4 separate regions of the Mus musculus genome follow, and regions 1, 2 and 4 are each linked to region 3. Evidence: chromatin contacts called from public ChIA-PET and HiChIP or PLAC-seq data. All regions are on one chromosome and are shown on one strand. Each heading gives the region's core, a stretch centred on a gene start, on an enhancer-like site or on the middle of the called end of the contact. The rest is flanking DNA. Distances are from core to core; before and after follow the strand shown. Region 1 overlaps Rpa1 (replication protein A1). Region 2 overlaps Serpinf1 (serine (or cysteine) peptidase inhibitor, clade F, member 1). Region 3 overlaps Smg6 (Smg-6 homolog, nonsense mediated mRNA decay factor (C. elegans)). Region 4 holds the start of Mir22hg (Mir22 host gene (non-protein coding)).

The links. ChIA-PET counts read pairs in DNA pulled down with a chosen protein or histone mark. HiChIP or PLAC-seq counts read pairs in DNA pulled down with a chosen protein or histone mark.
Region 1: an H3K27ac HiChIP or PLAC-seq map of double positive thymocytes shows a contact between it and region 3, with 2.0 times the contacts expected there. The contact joins two enhancer-like sites. A contact is called at or near these places in 2 of 115 datasets of contacts at active chromatin or transcription factors (double positive thymocytes and embryonic stem cells).
Region 2: a contact with region 3 is called in an H3K27ac HiChIP or PLAC-seq map of large pre-B cells, with 2.5 times the contacts expected there. The contact joins two enhancer-like sites. A contact is called at or near these places in 2 of 115 datasets of contacts at active chromatin or transcription factors (embryonic stem cells and large pre-B cells).
Region 4: an RNA polymerase II ChIA-PET map of memory CD8 T cells shows a contact between it and region 3, with 51 read pairs. The contact joins the promoter of Mir22hg here to the enhancer-like site in region 3. A contact is called at or near these places in 3 of 39 promoter capture datasets (cranial neural crest, hippocampal neurons and neural stem cells), 1 of 484 Hi-C or Micro-C datasets (cardiomyocytes) and 4 of 115 datasets of contacts at active chromatin or transcription factors (bone marrow-derived macrophages, double positive thymocytes, heart atrium and 1 more).

Annotation. Positions count from the first base shown.
Region 1 is chr11:75,317,837-75,320,536 of GRCm38.p6, reverse strand. It overlaps Rpa1 (replication protein A1), which reads left to right. Exons shown (of 17, transcript NM_026653.2): 6 at 2,006-2,125. Among named protein-coding and RNA genes, the nearest start is that of Rpa1, 29 kb to the left of the region's middle. Within about 2 kb of position 1,401, at least 33 of the 459 cell types and tissues checked have an H3K27ac peak or open chromatin away from gene starts, as enhancers often do. A contact at or near this core is called in double positive thymocytes, where this site is marked.
Region 2 is chr11:75,408,458-75,411,157 of GRCm38.p6, reverse strand. It overlaps Serpinf1 (serine (or cysteine) peptidase inhibitor, clade F, member 1), which reads left to right. Exons shown (of 8, transcript NM_011340.3): 7 at 114-324; 8 at 765-1,129. The coding sequence ends at 1,024. Among named protein-coding and RNA genes, the nearest start is that of Serpinf1, 13 kb to the left of the region's middle. Within about 2 kb of position 1,292, at least 56 of the 459 cell types and tissues checked have an H3K27ac peak or open chromatin away from gene starts, as enhancers often do.
Region 3 is chr11:75,011,851-75,014,550 of GRCm38.p6, reverse strand. All of the region lies in intron 10 of Smg6 (Smg-6 homolog, nonsense mediated mRNA decay factor (C. elegans)), which reads right to left. Among named protein-coding and RNA genes, the nearest start is that of Srr, 87 kb to the right of the region's middle. Within about 2 kb of position 1,395, at least 205 of the 459 cell types and tissues checked have an H3K27ac peak or open chromatin away from gene starts, as enhancers often do. A contact at or near this core is called in cardiomyocytes, double positive thymocytes, heart atrium and 3 more, where this site is marked.
Region 4 is chr11:75,460,131-75,462,830 of GRCm38.p6, reverse strand. It overlaps Mir22hg (Mir22 host gene (non-protein coding)), which reads right to left and starts at 1,292. Exons shown (of 3, transcript NR_030711.1): 1 at 1,076-1,292.

The DNA.
Region 1 (2,700 bases), core at 152-2,651, 310 kb before region 3:
TGAGTCTTGTGGCTCAGCCTCCTGGGTAGCTGTGGCTATGAGCAGATGCCACTGCAGCGGGCCGCTTGCCGTGGTTACACGGCACAGTGTCTTCTGTGGTTACAGGCTCCCTTACTGAACTTAGAGCTCAGGTTGGGCTGCCTGGCTATTGAGGCCTGGGATCTGCCTACCTCTGCTCCCTGCCTAGTCCGTCCTCACCTCTCTAGCACGCACGCCCCATGTGGGAACAAAACTCGGGTCTTTATGTTTTCTCTACCAACCAAGCCGGCTCCTCAGTTATCTTTTTATAGAAATTGAGTCGAGTGACCATATCCAGTTCAGTCAGACATGCGCAGCAGAAATGGTTCTGAGAATGAGGCTCCTACCTCAGGTAATTTGGAGACTGTAGAAAAGGAGAGGCTGGGGAAAGGGCTCAGCAGGTAAAGGCATCTGTCAAGCCCGGTGCCTTTGTGCCATCCCTAGGACTCTGGTGGAAGGAGACCCGATTCCCTCAGGATGGTCTCTGCCCTCCACATAGCTGCAAGCACCTTCGTGAGGTGCACATACCAGCAAATACCACATTCTTTTTAAAGAAGGCAAGAACTTCGCTGGAAGATAGGTCACCTTTTAAACTGTGTCTTATGCAGCAGGTCACTGTGTGCTCATTTCTACTTTCCTTCAGTGTACTACTGAGCAACTCACCTTTCTCTTGCTGATTTTAAAAATGCTTCACATAGACTGAACTGGGCTGGGTGTCTGAGTTGAGTGATAATGGGAAGGCTGAGCTGTAAAGGAAGGGCTCATTGTCAGTAGCCTGGGCCCCTCTCCTATGTAAATAGGTGTCTCACTTTTTCTCTCTGTAGGATGAACTAAAGCATAATCAATTCTATTTAATCTTCTCAACTTTGTGCTGAATGTATTTGTCTCCAGCAACACAATTACGTCTCATTCCTTGAGCTACTTAAGAGTAATTTTGCCAAAAATGAATTCCATGGGCATGTAGCATGCCCGGTGAGTTGGGACCTCAGGAGGCCCAGCAGGAGTTAGAACTTACAGTTGGAGAAGGGAGAGCCTCAGTGGCAAGGGAGACTTCCTGCCTGTGCGCACCAGTTTTAGTGTTTCAGGAGCTCTGGGACATTTTTTTTTTTTTAGCTGCCTTTGTCATCTACAAGCACTCCAGGTGAGCAGCCTAAACGAGGCTGGCTTCAGCCTTCAGAGCCAATCACAGAAGTAAAATCAAACCCCATAAACTCGTTATTTTAGAAATAGTGGTAGGCAATTTACAATGTTAACATTCTTCAACTTGGTAAACATTTGTATAAAGGGTGAAGGGCAAATACACACTCCGACAGGGTGGCGCGTCTTATTTGCTGCTTTAGAAGCGTGCTCGGTCCCCCTCCTTTTTATCTCCCTGTTGCCTTGACACGGCTGCTTCTGAACTCTGTTCTCATCTCTCCCTGCTGTGACAGTTCACTAGCACTTCACGGTACCTGAGACTCTTTCAACTCATATTTTCCACCAGCTGTCAGTTGCAAAATAAGGTTGCTTTGTTTGGGGGAAAGGGTAGAACCCTTTGTAAACGTCTCCTTTTCCTTTGAAGCCAAAGCACTTGAGAGACAATTGAACTGCTTTTAGGTTTTCCTTACCACCCTGCTTTCTCTTCTAATGGATCCTGCCACGAACACACCGTCCTGTTGATGACATCGATTTGTTGCTATGGAAATAGTGGTAGTATCACAGATTGAGCCCAGTGACTTTACTGCAGGTTCTTGAAGGAGAAATGGGCAAGGCTTCAGGGAGAACCTCATTAAAACTGAAAGCTGTCAATTCTAAACAGTTGAAAGGGAAATGGAACCAGTCTTTACTATGCGCAGACAAAAAAGTGAGCCCTTTGCAGACACAGGGTGTGCAGCGTGGTGCAGTCTGCTCCTCTAAGAGCCAAAGGTGGGTTTTCCTAAGGTATTTACTGCTGGTGTTGAAATCTCTTGACTGGGTTTGCACTGAATTGGCCTGTTTTGATCTCCAGGATATGGGCAGCAGCAGCAGCAGCAGCAGCAGCAGCAGCAGCAAGCAGTCCCTTCCCCAGCCTCTGCAGCGACACCACCAGCCAGCAAGCCCCAGCCACAGAATGGGAGTCTGGGAATGGGTAAGATGGGACCCAAGAGATGGAAGTTAGGGGTCAAGGTTGAAGCAGTGTTTGAAAATTCACTGAGCCTGAGTCAGGCAGAGTAGCCTAGGCCAGCACTTGGGAGGTGGAGACAGGGGAATCAGAAGTTCAAGGTCATCTTCCACTATTTAGCAGGTTCCAGGCCAGTTTGGATTACATGAAACAGGCTCGGAAAACAAACAACAGGAACAAAAACTCCATTCATAGTAGAATTGCAAAGAATAATTCCAATTATTGCATATTTTTTAATACTTATTTATTTATTTACTTATTATATGTAAGTACACTTGTAGCTGCCTTCAGACACTCCAGAAGACCGTATCAGATTTTGTTATGGATGGTTGTGAGCCACCATGTGGTTGTTGGGATTTGAACTCAGGACCATTGGAAGAGCAGTCGGTGCTCTTAACCGCTGAGCCATCTCACCAGCCCGAGTATTTTTTTTATAAAGGTAGTTAAAATACACTGTTCCTGACTCCTCTTAGTTGATGCTTTATCTGGTAGTCGCTCGCTTTCACCTTACATTCTGTGCCTTTTTGTGAAATTTCTTTTAA
Region 2 (2,700 bases), core at 43-2,542, 400 kb before region 3:
CAAGGCTGGGGCCCCGTTACAGCAGAGGGGAAGGCAGCTGTTGGTGTTTTTTTGTTTGTTTGTTTTGTTTTTTCTGGCTCACAACTAACCTGTGCGCATCTCTGTTGGGTTAGATTGCCCAGCTGCCCTTGACAGGAAGTATGAGCATCATCTTCTTCCTGCCCCTGACCGTGACCCAGAACTTGACCATGATAGAAGAGAGCCTCACCTCTGAGTTCATTCATGACATCGACCGAGAACTGAAGACTATCCAAGCTGTGCTGACTGTCCCCAAGCTGAAGCTGAGCTTCGAAGGCGAACTTACCAAGTCTCTGCAGGACATGAGTATGTTTGCAAGGCCACTTTGCGCTCGGGGCTGAGTCTTGGAGCCTGCCACCTTGCTGACAGAACTGAGTCCTGTGGCTTTCTTTGTAGGGTGGCTCAGGGAACATGTGACACCATTACAGGGGAGGGGAATGAAGAACCACCTCCCATTAGACTCAGTCCTTGGTGTGTGTGTGTGTTGTGTGTGTGTGTATCTCTATGTGTCCTATAACAGCCCAAAACATTCTCTCAGGCCAGGTCTGGCTTCAGCCATCTTGGCTATAAGTTCTCAGGTAGGTCACTGAGCCTGTCACAGAGTGCCTCATAGCTCACAAGTCACTGTGAGGTACTCCACTTCTAGCTTGCTTTCTTGAAAATCAGCCTACACAAACAGGGAGTGTGTGTGTGTGTGTGTGTGTGTGTGTGTGTGTGGTGTTAATGGAATCTCTGAATCTCCACAGAGCTACAGTCGTTGTTTGAATCACCCGACTTCAGCAAGATTACTGGCAAACCCGTGAAGCTCACCCAAGTGGAACACAGGGCTGCTTTCGAGTGGAATGAAGAGGGGGCAGGAAGCAGCCCCAGCCCAGGCCTCCAGCCCGTCCGCCTCACCTTCCCGCTAGACTATCACCTTAACCAACCTTTCCTCTTTGTTCTGAGGGACACGGACACGGGGGCCCTCCTCTTCATAGGCAGAATCCTGGACCCCAGTAGTACTTAATGTCTCAGTGCTCTACAGAACCCCCAGAGGGAAGCTGATTATACATTCCAGGAAGGCGGCCGGTAGCTTCAGTGTAGCCTCTGCAATAAAAGAGCTTTTCCTTAATGTTTGCTTCTTCCTTCTCCTGTTTGAAGCTGTTTCATATGGAGAGAAACTGGTCCTTATGAATTTACATACTTGTAACATGAACGGGCTCTGCTTAAGCTCTGCCAAAGTCACCATTTCCTGTTCTCGGAGTGCAGGTGGATGAGGAAGAGGAACGTCCTGCCCCAGGAGGGCCCCCGTCCCCGGAGGGCACCTCCACACACAATTACTAACACTTGCTGTGGGGTTCCTCACCTGTCTCTTACTACTACAAATATCTGGGGAAATCAACAGCTGCATTAGCGGTCCCAGCCATGACTGCTCCCCTTGCTTCTGGGCATGTGGTGAAGCAGCCTTGTGACTGTCTTAGGACCTGAAAGCAAAGGGAAAAGATGAAGCCAGAGATTCCCCTTGGTTGGCATGTCTCTCTAGCCATGGCCACTTCCCACCAGGCCTAAACCCTAACAGTTCTACTCTCTTCCAATAGTACTACTCTGGGACCCAATTTTTCCCTTGGGGGGACACAATCCAAACCATAGCACATTTCCAAAACAACCAGACTAAGTTTACTTATGTATTTATGTGTGTTTATGCAGGTATGTGTTTGCACATGGGGTCATGTAGGGACCAGAGGACAATGCTAGGTGTCATTTTCCATGAGATGGCTGCCTTTAAAAGTTAAATAGTCAGGTAGTGTGGTGGTGGGGTGGTGGTGGCCGCAGCAGCAGCCTTGGAGGTGGTGGCGGTGGCGCAAACCCTGAATCCCAGCACTTGGGAGGCAGAGGCAGGCGGATTTCTGAGTTCAAGGCCAGCCTGGTCTACAGAGCGAGTTTCAGGACAGCCAGGGCTATACAGAGAAACCCTGTCTCCCTGTCTCGAAAAACAAAAAAAACAAAACAAAAAAAAAAAAGGTTTATTTATTTACTTTATGTATATGAGTACACTGCAGCTGTCTTCAGACACAGCAGAAGAGGGCATCAGATTCCATTACAGATGGTTGTGAGCCACCATGTGGTTGCTGGGAATTGAACTCAGAACCTCTGGAAGAGCAGTCAATACTCTTAACCTCTGAGCCATCTCTCCAGCCCCAGAAATATATACTATTGAGGGGATGGAGAGATGGCTCAGTGATTAAGAGCCTCTTTTGGAAAACCCATGGTTTTGTTCCCAGAATCCACATGGTAGCTAACAACCCTGTGTAACTCCGAGGGGATCTGATGTCCTCTTCTAGCCTTCACAGGCATTGCACACATGTGGTGCACAGAAAGATATGCATGTAGGCAAAACACCCATACACATAACATTTTAAATTATTAATTGTATGCATATGCATGTAACAAGTGTGTGTGTGCGTGTGTGTGTACCACAGCATAAAACTGTCAGGAGACAATTCTTTGGAGTTGGTTCTCTCCTTCCACCTTTAGTGGCCACTGAAAATTGAGGGTTGCTAGGCTTGTATGACAAGTATCTTTTCTCACTGAGCCACCATGTTACCTCTTCCTAACCCCTTATTTATTTATTTATTTTTCAGTCTCTCACTGGCTGGGAGCATACTAAGTAGACCAGCTAGCTGGCTGGCCAGTGAGCCCCAT
Region 3 (2,700 bases), core at 146-2,645:
ACACACGCACGCACGCACGCGCGCGCGCGACTGAACCTAGGGCCTCAGGCATACTAGGCAATTGATCCACCACTGAGCCACTTCTTCAGCCTGTGACTGTCATTCTTAATCATCCACACAGACTTCTCCTTGGCAGATTTTGCCCACCTCTTAAGACTTTCACAAAGGTTTTTTTCTTCTGCAGGGCACATGAGAAAACAACTCTGTCATAAAGAAACCCAGGAAGAAAACCAGCAGAGGCAGGTGAGTTAAGCCTGTGGTGGACATTCCTTCTGGGGATGACCAGACGGGAACAGTAATTCACAGAGGCAGAGGGGTCTGCAGTCACTCTGCATGCCACATGTGTAACCCTTAAGAAGTGAGGAATGCTCTCAACAGGAAAAACACAGCAGCAAATGCTATGATACCAAAGCCACAACTCCATGGGTCCCTGGAGCCTCTCAAACTAAGCTGCCAGCTAGGGAGCTAACACTAGCTTTGGATGAAACACAGCTCTGGTAGAGTAATTAATTTTTTTCTTAACTAGGATTACATTAATTTTCAAGGACTAATGGAGTCCAGCTGTAATGAGAAGAGCGGCTGCTGATGCACAAAGGCACTTGTGCTTACAACATTATAAACACACACATACACACACACACAGAGAACGAGACAGAGCAAAAGAGACCTATAAAAAGGATCCACTATAACAGGATATTTTTAGTTTCTACAATGCTGCACTAAAAATACAGCCCTAGCTGATACATCATGGCAGAACTATTCTCTCCTGTCCCTTCAGGAACAGTTTAAAACATTTATTTTTGTTTCCTTTTGCAATGGTCAGAGTAGAGAGAGAAAATAGCAACTCATTGATAAGAGGAAACGAGAGCGACATGAAAAATTGAAAACTACCTAAAAACTCATGGAGAGGTTTATTTTATTAGTTCTTAATAAATATCTTGCAGATTTCCTCAGGAAATACACCAGATCACATGTAAAATAGTTTGATACTGATGTCAACTGCATCAACATATGAAGTCTATTAGGGTGAAGCCGCAGCAGGGTGATCAGCAAGCTGAAAAACTCCACAGTACTTTGGGGGGGGGGGGGGAATCTCACGGCCTTCCAAATTCTTCGAGAGGTAAAAAAGTCAGCCAAGACACAGAGAGAAAGAGAGAGGAAAAAAAAAAGAAAGAAAGAAAAAAAAATCCCACATCCTGCTTTCAGCTGCCAGCAATGTGAAGTGCCCAGAGATTAATTCTACGTCTGGCCTGGAAATGTGACTTTAAAGCATGAGGGAGGGGAGGCTGGGGGAAGTGGGTGAGGAGGAAAGAGGAGGGCAGGCTAACTGAGGCTGGCGGCAGGCCACCACCCCCTCCCAAGCCATGTTTCAATGTAGACAGAAGTAAACCCCAACAGACAGCAGCGCCTCAGCCTGCCAGGGCCTTACACCAGCTGCAGCGCATCTCGCTTTCCCCACTCAGCCCCAAGTGCAGATGTTCTCTGCACATCACTTCCGCTAGGTTTTCTCTTAAAGGACTAGCACACAGACGTATTTCCCTCTCTCAGTAACACACTGCTGTCTTTAGGGGACAAGAAGAAGGTCAAAATGCTGAGAACAGATATCACCAAGGCAAGATCTGCTCCAGTCCCCCCAACAGATCAGACTGGGTTAAAGAGCACTGGGAATCATGAGACTGGATCTCAGAGCCCAACACTACATAACAAACCAGGTGACCCAAAAACTACGGTAACTCCACCTCTGAAGATCCAGTATCTTCTGGTTTCCACACATGCATATATATTCACACACAAATAAATAAATAAATAAATAAATAAATTGTGGAGAGTAGAAGAAACCCTAAGAATGTTGTATTGTTGACATAAACTGGCTATGTCAAAGACCTCAGACTAATTAGAATATGGTAAATTCCCCCACTCCCAAGGGCAGGAGCTGAAGGTGAAGGTCAGAGGGAAATAGCAAAGCCTTCCTCAGGGGTCTGAATGTGGATACTTATATCAGCTGCAGAAACTGTTCACCAGAGCTCCCTTCCTGTGATGTTTACAGCCTGATTGATGACTGCTCCCCTACCTACAAAGATACCTGTTCCTACCAAGATTGGCTAATCATGTCTCCTTGATCTATTTGTATACCGTAAACCCTGCCTCCTGGTTTATCTCTGTGTAATGGCCTTGTTCAGCTGTACATAATAACCCAACCTCCCCATTCAAATCTATATATGCACGATAACTTCTGGGTGCTGTGATTTCTCCATCAGAAATACCCAGGACCACCTTACCCCAGCTTTCCTGTACATGTGTCTATATGTCTATCTTTTCTTCACTCCCTCACCACTTCAGTTCATCTGTCTCTGTAATCATGCTGGAGGTAGGAGTAAATAATTTTAAAAATGCAAATACAAACAAGAAATTACCAATATGAGGTCAGCAAAGATGGCTCAGAGGATAAAGGTTCTTGTGATGCAAGCCTGACCCCTGTACATCAATGTCACACACTCCCCCATAATAATATATGAAAACCAACCAATTCCCAGAGCCCACATGAAAGTGGGAGGACAGAATCCCCTCCAAAGTTGTCCCCCCACCTGTACATCAATGTCACACACTCCCCCATACTAATAAATGAAAACCAACCAATGAGTATAGCAAGCTCTTGTTATACTTACTGTCTGCTCAAGTAAACCGATGTAAGGTCTACAA
Region 4 (2,700 bases), core at 43-2,542, 450 kb before region 3:
TCTCCTAGGTGATCAGTCTCTGTCCACTTCTCTCTGCCCAGGATAGCTCTGTTCAGGCCACAGGGTTCACTGGCTGCTGAGAGTTTGTGCCAAGCAGGTGCCCTTGGCTGCGGGGCGGGGTGGGCCCAGGGCACTGACCCTCTGACCAGCTGCTCCATCAACTCTCTGGCACCATGACAGCTTCTAGCCTACTCTAACAGCCAGGGTGACAGGCCAAATGAGTTGGAGACTGAAACTAGGGCCAGAGGGAGGTGGGAACGTTAGCCTAACCGGAGGCCGTGGGGAGGGGCCAAGAGTTGGCCAGGAGGTGGGGAGAGAGGGAGCCCAGCGATGACTAACCCAGGCGCCCCACCCAGCCAGCCGGCTTCCCAGGCAGTCAGGCCAAGCCCGGGCTAGGGGCCTCTCTACCGGACATACTAGGGGGGAGGTGCAAAGGTGACCTTCTCTCTGTCCAAGACAGCCAGTTAGGCTGGGAGGGGGGGTGCGGGTAGAGTTTCCAGGCACTCCTCCTGTCCGCCCCCCCAACCTCCGCCCAACCCGCGGTGAAACCCTAACCTTTGGGTTGCATAAGGCCTCCGCACCGCCGCCCCCTACTCCTTTCCCCTCCCCCCTTACATAACATCCCCGGGAGGGAACGAGAGGAGGGGCCGGACCGCCCAGCGACCCCTTCCCTGCCAGGGACTTGAACTGGCCCTGACCCAGTCAGCGCCGGTAGAGGCAATGCACCTCCGCACCCCTCGCTCGTCCAGATCCTCCCTAGGCTAAATGGTCAGCTCGGGCATCCTCAAACCAAAGGGCGTCGGGGTTAGACGCCCCCGGCCCTCTGGCCTCTCATATTCCTCCCCAGTTACTTCTCCAAACCTTCTGCCACGACTCCTGTCCGGGACTCTCTCTTTAAACGTCCAGACACACTACTCGGGAGAGTCCAGGCTCCTCTCCCAAGAGCGCCCCTGTCCCCGCCGCCCCCTCTCCCCTCCCCCAGAAGGGCAGGGTGTGGCCGTCAGGACCCTACTTTCCCCATCACCCGGTTACCGCGGTTCCCCCCGGGATGACCGGGTCCCCAGATCACACCCACCTGATGCTGGGTGCGGGGGTTGCTGTGGACAGAGGAGCAAAATCACTGCGACCTGTCCGCACGGCCGACCGCTCTGTCTCTTCCCAGCGCCCAGCACACACCGGCTCCAGTCTCCGATCAGCTGGCGGCGTCGTGACGCACGAGCTGCGAATGAACCACCCAGGGCCAATCACCGCCCATTGCTGGGCAACGTGACCACACCCACTCGGGGGCGCCAGCACCTCTGCTTACTCCCGCCCATTCAGGCGTCTGGGCTCTGATTGGCAAGGAGGCCACCCCCTTGCCTGGAGGAGCTTCTCTAAGCCACGCCTACCAACTAACCAACTGGCCAATGGCTGAAAAGGTGTGGCTAACCCTCGGCCTAGGCGACTTGCTTAGACCAGCTTTACGTCAAACTACAGTTTAAAGAGCAGAAGGAAGTATAGGCGTGTATTTTTGCAGTGCATTCCGGTCAATGAAGTTCTTACGGTGACACTCAGCTTCCCAGAATGCAGCGCGCTCTGTGAGTTGGCATTTTTAAACTGATCTCTGACTCGGTCGCGGGGAAGTCCTTAAAGGGCTACAGCCCCTCCTTCTTGGAACTTCTTTTAGCCTCAAAACTGATTCACAGGAGGCCTGAGCTAAGCGAAGGTGGAGCACGCGAAGCAACAGGAGTGAGTAGAACTAAAGATGGAAGCCAGCCACCGATGCAGCAGAACACCCGAAGTCTTTTTTTTTTTCCACAAATAGGACTTTTTTTTTTTCGGGGTATAGGGACCACTGTCACTCGCACGGCCCCAGTCTTCACTGGAGAGCTAGCTCGAGGTCTTCGGGGTATAGGGACAAATGTCACCCGCACAGGCCCAATCTTCACTGGAGGTCTAGTCTATCCCTCGTGGGTTTAGTGAAATCTTTTCTAGTGAATGTCTCGTCTTAGTCGCTGAAGAGCCCACGGCTTCTCAAGGGGCACGTTCTTAACAAAGGATTCGCCCTCACTTTTAGAGAGGAAGCGTCTTTTTAAAAATTAGGGGAAGATCTTTACCAAAGTAGTATCAACCAGAAACCCGGTTCTAAGATTAACACCCATTCAGTCCCGCCCTCCGAAACGCTTCTCTGACTCAGGCCTACTTAGGGAAGTGATTTCAAAGGTGGAGACCAATGAAGAGGCGGCTCCTTCCCTAGGGGCCAATCAGAGTCTGAAAGGCGGGGGATGGGCAAAAACCGAAATGAACCCAATGACTTGGCAAAAGCTGCTGAATTGCTTATTTAAAGGGACAAGACTGGGACCACCTCTTCACTCCCTCCCCACCCCCAAAGAGAAACTTGTGGCCTGGGGTTCTTGACTTTTGAGTCATTTCTAAGAGCATCTAAGCTTTCTAAGTGAGAGCATCTGAGACAAAGAAATGAGAGGGAAGCCTGAGATAGCCGCTTCTGTGTTAAATTAAGTATGGGCTCCACTAAGGTGACTGCTGGGCTTGCTTCAAATCCTGAGTTCAACGTTCAGAATATTGTGTCTTTAAGGAGACTTCCTGCCTTCCGCCCCAGTAACAGCTGATTGTTCGACCCCAGGGGACGAATCAGCCCTAACCACATCCTCCTTCTTACGTGTCTGTCCTTCTCCATCTCCTTTTTTCTGCCCTTCCCCC